Linked DNA regions of Mus musculus: region 2 is linked to region 1. A link is a contact called in public Hi-C data. All regions are on one chromosome and are shown on one strand. The core of a region is the stretch at or near the end of the contact, and the rest is flanking DNA. Distances in the headings are between cores, read along the strand shown.

What was found. Hi-C and Micro-C count contacts between places; a contact is called where the count stands out from the background.
Region 2: a Hi-C map of bone marrow-derived macrophages shows a contact between it and region 1, with 18 read pairs. The contact joins two enhancer-like sites. A contact is called at or near these places in 8 of 39 promoter capture datasets (the C10 cell line, the HPC-7 cell line, cranial neural crest and 5 more), 4 of 15 datasets of contacts at CTCF or cohesin (CD8 T cells, large pre-B cells, pro-B cells and 1 more), 22 of 484 Hi-C or Micro-C datasets (the AtT-20 cell line, B cells, the C2C12 cell line and 18 more), 11 of 115 datasets of contacts at active chromatin or transcription factors (bone marrow-derived dendritic cells, cardiomyocytes, embryonic basal ganglia and 4 more) and 4 of 9 other capture datasets (adipose tissue, embryonic stem cells, liver and 1 more).

Annotation. Positions count from the first base shown.
Region 1 is chr4:108,516,373-108,521,003 of GRCm38.p6, forward strand. It overlaps Tut4 (terminal uridylyl transferase 4), which reads left to right. Exons shown (of 31, transcript NM_175472.4): 15 at 1,011-1,161; 16 at 3,835-3,921. Among named protein-coding and RNA genes, the nearest start is that of Gm25827, 3.3 kb to the right of the region's middle. Within about 2 kb of position 2,614, at least 1 of the 459 cell types and tissues checked has an H3K27ac peak or open chromatin away from gene starts, as enhancers often do. A contact at or near this core is called in bone marrow-derived macrophages, where this site is marked.
Region 2 is chr4:108,344,649-108,349,279 of GRCm38.p6, forward strand. Gm46889 (a long non-coding RNA gene) reads right to left here. Exons shown (of 2, transcript XR_001784545.1): 2 at 845-1,109. Among named protein-coding and RNA genes, the nearest start is that of Gm46889, 4.2 kb to the right of the region's middle. Within about 2 kb of position 2,668, at least 99 of the 459 cell types and tissues checked have an H3K27ac peak or open chromatin away from gene starts, as enhancers often do. A contact at or near this core is called in bone marrow-derived macrophages, where this site is marked.

The sequences.
Region 1 (4,631 bases), core at 1,364-3,863:
TGGAACTCACTTTGTAGACCAGGCTGCCTCGAACTCAGAAATCCGCCTGCCTCTGCCTCCCGAGTGCTGGGATTAAAGGCTTGTGCCACCACACCCGGCTTGTTTAGTCTTTTAAAATTTTATGTGTATGAGTATTTGCCTGAATGTTTGTATATGCACTACATGTGTGCTTGGTGCCTAAGAGGCCAGTAGACGTTTGTCTGTTCCCCTGGGGCTGGAGTTACAAATAGTTTTGAGCTGTTTTGTGGGTTTTCCTAGAGGAATCAAGTCCAGGTTCTCTGCAAGACCACCACTCTTTAATCCTGAGCCACCTCTCCAGTCCCCTTTGTATAATTTGAGTCAGAGTTTATGGCTATGTAAATGTCTAAGCTAATATTTGAGGGAAACTTTTTAGGTATACGCAGTAACAATGAGGGTACAGGTATCATCCTTAAACATGTGTACTTTTTGTAACTTGTTGGCTTAAGTGTTTACTATTTAACTCATCTGTCTGGTGTTCTGCTTTTTCATTTCAAAGGCCTTGGGTTCTATTCCCAGCGCCTATACAGTACTTCACAGTCATTTCTACCTCTGATTTCTGTGGATACAATTCCTTCTAACCTCAGGGAACCAGCGTGCAAATGGTGCCTACCTACACCTGTAGGCCAAACACTCATACACATAAAATAAAGATAATGATTGTGTTGGGGGAAAAACCCAGACAAATAAATAAATATATTAAATATGCTTTCTTTTGGGAGTTGATCAAGTTGTTTGAATAATACAAACCTTTTGTATTGCCTACTAATTTCTGAGTAAACTGTTTATTATGTAATTTTAGTGGGAGAGGAAAGCAGTTAAACAAATTTTTATATTAATTGCGTTTCATAACTTTCTACAAAAATCTGAATTGAGTAGGTTATGTGAATTGAGTTAACTACATAGTGTTTATTGCTGCTACATTTTTGGATCTGCTTTCTATGTGATGAAATAACTTAGAAGTTCATTAATTTTTTTTAACCATTATTTAGCCGCCAACAATAGTATGCAGCATCTGCAAAAAGGATGGCCATTCAAAAAATGATTGTCCAGAGGATTTCAGGAAAATTGATCTAAAACCTCTACCACCAATGACAAACCGATTTCGAGAAATACTTGATTTAGTATGTAAAAGATGTTTTGGTAAGTGTTTGGTATTATAACTACTTGAAGTAATTATTAGATATTGAATATTTATTTTTTCATTTAAAACAATTTTTCAGTTTTGTTTGGTCAGTGATAGGATTAAAATCATATGCCTCCACACCCAGTTGATAACACATGTTCTTAAATCGGCTTTATTAAGGTATAGGGTACTGCCTCTGTAATTAGTCATTTCTTTATTTTATTATTTACTCATGTAAACCTTATACTTGTGAATGTAACCCAATGTAACTTGTTGGAGCTTGTGTCTCTGACATAAGCTCATCAGTGTGTGGGGTTTATTTGTTTTTTAGGTTTCTTTCTTTGGGGACTACAAGATACTCTAAGCTTATTGTGTATATTTTCTGACTTAGTATAAGAGTTGCACTTTTCTCCAAGGTATCCTAATTTCTTTCATTGGAGAATAGTATTAGAATTCAAGATGTGAATACAAGGTGGGTTTTTTTTTTTTGGTTGTTGTTGTTTTGTTTTTGAGACAGAGTCTCCCTATGTAGTCTCTGCCTCCTGAGTGGGATTAGTGGTTTGTGCTACCACATCCATCATGTTTTCTGATTACTGGAAAGTTGTTGATTGTAAGCGCTCTCAGAGCAAGAAAATCAATGTGTTAGAATTTTACCTACAAATTTTTCTGTATGCAGTCATTTTATTTATGTTAGCCTAAACATGATTTCACAGAATCTCCTATTCTGAACCATTACATTTAAAATTTTTTTTCTCTTCTCCAATAAGGGGAATCCCACTTCTCACAATCTGCTACTAAAAATTACTTGTTTCATTTTAATACCATCTGTATTATCAGTCTGAGAACTGTGAAACTAAACTCTTTAGAAGTAGCATCATCAGAATTGTGTGCCTGCATATAGTTTCTTTTGGCTTTAAACTTACAGATTGTACTCATTGTCCTTTTTTTCTTAGACTGCTGTTGGTATTTTTGTCTGTTTACCCCTTGGTGTCCTGGAACTCACTATGTAGACTTCCCTTTCGTTCATTTTCATGAGCGAAGGCTTTTCATACATTTATAAAATAGATTCTTTCATCACAATCTGCATTCCATCCTGAGATCCTGTGATCTCATACTATTTTGTAAAATTTGTAGACCTTAAAACAGTTATATTTTTATTGTTTTTTTTTTCTTTTTTTTCTTTTTTTTTAGCTTGCTATGGGTTTCCATGGAATCATTACAAATATAGTTTGTTCTTATTCACTTCTGTTCATGCTTGGTGCTGCAGTGCTCTGTGATTTTTGTGTTAGCACTTAATCATGTTAAGGCAAACCTCAGAGGAATCAACTTAAAAGAAAAATAGGTTTATTTTGGTTTAGAGTTTAAGGGATTTAGTCTAGAACCTATTTGGTTTTGTCAACTTTGTGCCTATGATGAAGCAGTAACAAAAATGTATGGTGTAGCAAAACCATTTCTCTTTGCTGTGCAGACGAGAAGAGGAAGTGGATAGGATTCCAGTATTTCCCCTCTTCAAGGCATGTCTCCTATGACTGCAGACTTCCTACTATTATTGTACCTCTTAAAGACTCCATCTCAGTAGCATGCTGCTCTAGGACAAAGCCTCTTTTTAACACAAGTAGTTAACTAAATCATAACATATATATCTGTTATATAGAATACTTTCACAGCCCCAAACCAACAAAACAAAACCCTGAAACTTTATTTTTCATTTTTCCTCTCTCTATAAATACTCATGTATTTACTTTTTATTATTATTTCTATTTTTATTTTAAAAATTATTTTATGCATATGGGTATTTTGCCTTCAAGTATATCTATATTCCAATTTGTGCAGAAACCTCAGAGGCTAGAGTAGGGAGGGTTTTATGTGCTGTGATGTTCCCATTTCTTTCATATAACTAAGTAAACAAACATTACACCAACAAAAGAAAGAAAAGATACCCTGGAACTGGAGTTACAAATAGTTGTGAGCCACTATCGGAGTCCAGGGGATTGAACCTGGGTCCGCTGGAATAGTAGCTAATGCTCTTAACTTCAGGGCCATCACTCCAGCCTGATACATTTCCATTCATAAAAGTAAATGCTGATTTAATGAATTATAACAGACATTACATTATTTTCATTGCTATGTAGAGATCTGAGGATGTGTCTTTGGAGAAGGAGTGAGGCACACATATTCTTAAGACATTTGTATGATCCCCTTGGGAAGGAAAAAGTAATATAAATGAAGACTGGAACACTGCAAGAACATTAGAAAATCATTTGCTAGTGTCAGGCAATTTGAAATAGTAGAGAAAGTCAGTCAAGATGAAGTGTCAAGGTTGCAGGGAGGTAGATTGATTTGTAGGGAACTTGGAAATCTGGACAAGATTTAAGTGGGTGCGTTGGTAACTGAACCTGTTGAGATGGAGGAAAATAAGGGAAAGAGCTAAATATCTAAAGAAAGCAGTATTAATTAGTTTTCAAAAGGTAAATGCATGTGTAGAATATAGGGGAGATTATCAGGTAAAATATACATATGTGCTTTAAGGTTTTCTTCTTTGTCTCTTTGCCCGTTCTCTAGTTTCATTTATGGGTTTAAAGTCATAAAAGTAAATAAGCAGTAAAAATATTGAGAGTCAAAATTTTTAAGTTAAAAATCTGAAAATTTTTTATATTTTGTTTTCATGTTTCTTTTTCTCTTTAATATAGATGAATTATCACCACCTTGCTCTGAACAACACAACAGGGAACAAATTTTAATTGGCTTGGAAAAGTTTATTCAAAAAGAATATGATGGTATGTCATAGGCTAAAAGTTGGTTGTTATTGCTACTATAATCACATAGTTTTGAGTTTGATTGACTTAATGTTTAACTGTTATATGTTATATACTATTTTAGTCTCTGTGGCTGTGTTACTAATAACAGAGATAAGAACTGCTTGCATGAGGAGTATATTTAAGACAGGATAGTAGTCAACTTGAGAGATAAATATAAATATTTCAGTAAATATTAAATGATATTAAAAGTATTGTGATAAAAGAAGTGATAGGTTGGGTAGTAAATCCCTTTTGAGGTAGCATTTGAGTTGAGTCTGAATAATATGAAGGAACAAATTATATGAAATCCTGGAGAGTACATTATGTAAAGGAAGGGTAGATTCCAAGACTTAGATTCTATCTGATGTGTTTAGAGACCAACTGGGAGGTCCAGTATGTTTGGAGTGGAATATGCAAGATAGGTTGTAAATAGAAAGACAAGGTCATAGAGATATTTTAAGGACTAGATCATTAGAACCTTTTGGACATTGATAGAAGGACTTTTCATTTAGTGAAAGCCATGTAGAATTTGTAGCATTAAATGATACGATCTCAGTGAACAGATTGTAGCACTATGAGAGTACAAGCAAGAACATTGAGAGAACTGCGACATGAGTACAGATGAAGCACAGCAGTTCTGGAGGTCAGTGGTCAGAAACGGGTTATGTTTGAAGATAGAACTAACAGGA
Region 2 (4,631 bases), core at 1,418-3,917, 170 kb before region 1:
AATTTCTGCCTGGGACCTGAGGTGCCTGCCTCATTAGGTCACATCCTGAGATGGACCTGGGAACAATAGAGAAGGTTAGCTGTCAGAATGTTACATTTCAAGCCAGATGTGGTGTGTGCTTATAATCCCGGAGCTCCGGGGATTTAGAGGATTGAATTCCAAGCCGCTCGGGGCTGCATAATGAGGCTCTGTTTCCAAAAAAAAAAAAAAAAAAAAAAAAAAAAAATTCCAGCGTGGGACATATGGATGATATGGGGCCTGAGCAAAGACTGTGAGGCAAGGGAGGGCGGGGAAGAGACTGAGGCAACTGGAGAACAAAATTTAAGAGTACAGTCAAGCATGAATTTAAAGAGAAACATAAATTTTAGCTGGGGCAATTGCAAAGATGGTGGGAGTCATTCATTCTGATTTGACGCTTGTGTGAATGGGTTGAACAAGAAACAGCTGTTTGCTGTTTTTTAAAATCGATGTAAATACATCTAAAAATAAGTTACTTTTTTTTGGTTTGTTTGTTTTATGAAATTGTTTGAAAACTTTTGTGCAGAGCAGCACAGGGCAGAGAAAGTGCCCTGATGGTGTTGTGCAGTGTGCACCATTCAGGATTAGTGAGGTGGACTCACCTGTTTAGGGCATCTGACAAGGAATGAGAAAAACTCATTAAAAAGTAATTGTTTTAGGGGCTCGTAAGATGAGTCAGTGGGTAAAAGTGCTTGCCCTCTCCCCCCCCAAAACCTGATACTTGGAGTTCAATCCCCAGAACTCTCATATAAACAAGGTAAGTGAATCCAGGCTCCCTGTATGTCTGTAGCATGCAGATACCCACACATACTAATGATGAAGATACTAAAAGATTAAATACAGTTTTAGAAAGCTTTGACTTCCGAGCCGCTCTTGCCACACAGATCTTCACTTGGAAGCCTCCCTTCTCATGGTTTGCAGTGGTTGTGTGGACCCAGGCCTCACTTCTTAGGTCCGAAGGGCGGATACTGGTGTCCACTCTTTGTTCTGCACGTTATTGACTCTCTGATCTTGGAGAAGCTGCCCAACCTTCTGTGTTCAGGTAGATAAGAAAGTGATCGTTCCGACAGGTCCTTGGGATGGTTAAGCAACTGCGAAGGCAGATTCTTTAGTTAGGTCATTGTTTCTTGCCCCATTGTTTTGTTAGCTTCTGTGGGAGTCTAGCCTTTAAAACCCGGCTGCCATCATTTAACTATCTGGGGAGCAAAGGAAGGGGCTTTCTGGGGAGGGGGGTTGATGGCATAGAGCAGCTGCAAGAGGTAGGCCTGGGGCGGGGGGGGGGGCTTGGGGCCCCTCTCTTTCCTCTGCTGCCTGAACACACTCCCTGAGAACAGCAGGCGCCCAGTGGAAGCTGTTCCCAGCTGTTGCCCCTCCTCTGGCCTGAGAAGTGCCAATTGTATTACATACAGTTTATGTATCAGTCCTCTGTACTGTTTAAATCGGAAAGACAGCCCTTTCCCCAACGTGTCTCCCACCCCCATGCCACTGTATTTGGCTCCTTCTTGTTCCTTGGGTTTCTGCATCAGGGATTTGCCTGTAGTCTGTGTGAGCTACCACCAAAAGGTGGCCAGTACACACATGCTAACTGTGGGGGTGGATGTGTTTGATAACTACTAACAGACATTGTATACCTTGAATATATACACTTCCATTGGTAAGTTTATTAGGAATGAAATGAGAAAGAAACAACAGAAGTACCCAGGTTGCCTATACTGGATTTTCTCCTGGAACCCCTTCCGTCTCTGGCCTCCTGGTCTGGAAGGCTGCATGTTCCTCCAGGCTGCAGTGATGCAGTGGCCCCTGTGTCTACACATAGCCGTCACCCATCAGAACATCCATGACACTTGCCATCCTCTGCAGACCAGGTTGGCCTCAAATTCTGATAAGAGATCTGCCTGCCTCTGCCTCCCAAATTGTAGGATTAAAGGCATGTACCACCACCACCTGTCTGATAAAACATCTTTAATAAGGCAATATAAAAGAAAGCATTTGGTTGGGACCCAGTTCCTGGTAACACACCTTCTCCAATAGGGCTACACCTTTTACTTCTTCCCAAATAGCCAACTGGAGACCAAGATTTAGCTATATGAACCTATTGGGGCCTCTTCATTCAAACATCCACAGCTGTCGGCTCAGCTTGCTACATTGCCAAGGCTAGCCCTGAATTAGTGGAATCCTTACAGTACTAGGATTACACACCACCAGCTATGTAACAAGATCCTTGAGAACTACCAAGGGCACCAGGAAGCGGTTACCCATGCCTTTAATCCCAGCGGATCTCTGTGAGTCTGAAGCCAGCCTGGTCTACAGAGACGGTTCAGGACAGACAGGGCTACACACAGAATCCCTGTTTTGAAAAACCAAAAGAGAAAGAAAGGAAGGACTGAGCTGGGCAATGTGGCACGTGCCTTTAATCCCAGCACTCGGGAGGCAGAGGCAGGCAGATTTCTGAGTTCGAGGCCAGCCTGGTCTACAAAGTGAGTTCCAGGACAGCCAGGGCTATACAGAGAAACCCTGTCTCGAAAAACCAAAACCAAAACCAAAACCAAAAAAAAAAAAAAAGGAAGAACTGCCAAGAGGGAGTGAACCTAGAAGGATGACTCACGGGTAAAGCGCTTATTGTGCAAACATGTGGAACAGAGGTCAGATCCTCAGAACCAAGAAAGCCAGGTGGGTGTGGTCATCGTCCTACAATCCCACAACTGGGGTGATGGAGGCAAGGGATCCCCAGAACAGGCAGAACTAGTTAGACTGGTCCACATCAGCCATCTCTGGATACAGGTGAGAGACCCTGCCCAATAAGTAAGGTGGAGAGTGGTCAAGGGAGATACTTGCTGTCAGACTCTGGGCTCCACTTGCATGCACGGGTAAACATGAAGGCCCACGGATACCTGTCTCACAAACATATCAACATGCAAAAGACTTACCTCATCCCCGACTCCACAATGACCTAAAACTCTCCCTTAAGGGCCCTCCTCCCAGAGGTTCTGCCACCTCCCCACAGCAGGGCTCTGGGAACAAAGCTTGTCCATCCGTGAAGGGACAGGTGAGCCTCAGGCAAGCACAGCCTTGCCCTCCGCTCCTCCTTACTCCCTCAGCCAGCACTGCGGCTGGATGCTGGGGACACAGAGCCCCTGACAGCATTTGTCACTTAGGAGCTCATGGTCCCCATCATGACTGACCACTGTCTGAGTACAAACTGTTCTAGTCCTCTCCACAACCCTACAAGGAAACGTTTATTCTCTCCATTTTTCAGACAGAGAGACCAAGTCTCGGCCAATGTAGCTAGTAGGAACACAACAGACCCTGTGGACAGCAACTGGGATTAAGACTTGGTCCTGAGCCGGGCGTGGTGGCGCACGCCTTTAATCCCAGCACTAGGGAGGCAGAGGCAGGCAGATTTCTGAGTTCGAGGCCAGCCTGGTCTATAAAGTGAGTTCCAGGACAGCCAGGGCTATACAGAGAAACCCTGTCTCGAAAAAAAAAAAAAAGACTTGGTTCTGCCTGCAGCCTTCCATTCAGATGCTGGAAACCAAGCAGCACACATACGGTATCTTGAGGCTTGAGTAGATTCTGGGGAACAGGAGTTAGAAGCTAAGGCCAGCTGCAGTGGGACATGGTGTCCCCACAGCTCCCTCTGTGCTCCAGAGTCCTCTTGGCTTGGCTACACGGATGGCCCAGGAGAACATGCCTAAGCTGGCTATTCTGCTCACCTTTAGCAAACTGCCCCTGGGCCAGGGTTCCCTGAGGGAACCTGAACCAAGCTGGGTTCCATTACTCCAGGAATAGCAGCTGACACTGCTCCCCACCCACCGATGGCTTCTGACCAGGTTCCCCGAGGCCCCAGCAGTCTCCAGAAGCCAGTGGCAGCAAGCTGTGATCAGGAAGCTGCTGTGGGGTAGGTAGGAATAGTGACCTTAATTGCCTTCTGTGTACAGGGGCCTCCTGGAAGAGAGTGCCTGGGAGGAAGGCTGGGGCCTGTTTTGCAGATGAGGAAATGGGATGGGGGTGGGGACTCAGATATAGTTTGCCCAAGGTCACGGTGAGTGCGTGGTAGGCCTGGAGTTGAGCTTAGACTGGCCCTGCTGTGACCCTGATTCTGTGAGAAGGAAGGAGTACTCTTAGGACCTCAGAAGGGTCCTGGCATGGCAGACAATTTCCCAGGCCTCAGAGTTGGTGCCTCAGGGGAATGTGGCCCAGAATCCTATAAACAGCAGGGATGAGGGACTGCGTATTTATAACCCTAGCCCTCCAGTTGCTACAGATTCAAGGCCTATAGAATGAGTTCCAGGCCATCTGGGGCTACAAACTTAAGACCCTGTTTCAGAATAACAAAAGAAAAGAAGAAGATCAGACTGACTCTCAAGTTAAGGCCCAGCAGCTACATGTAGGTGTTATGCAGCAGTAGAGCCCAGCTGGCCTTTAGCTCTCTTGGAGTCTAATGTTTCCTTTGTTTTGCACTGTCTAGACTTAGCTTCTAGTAGGCACTTGGCAGGAGGAAATGAACAAAAGATGCAGGGTCCACTCAGGACCTGTACCTCTGCAAAGGGTGGAATTTGGATTAAAATTCCTGGTCAATGTTTGGTTTGGGCTGGACTTTTTCGGTGCTCAAC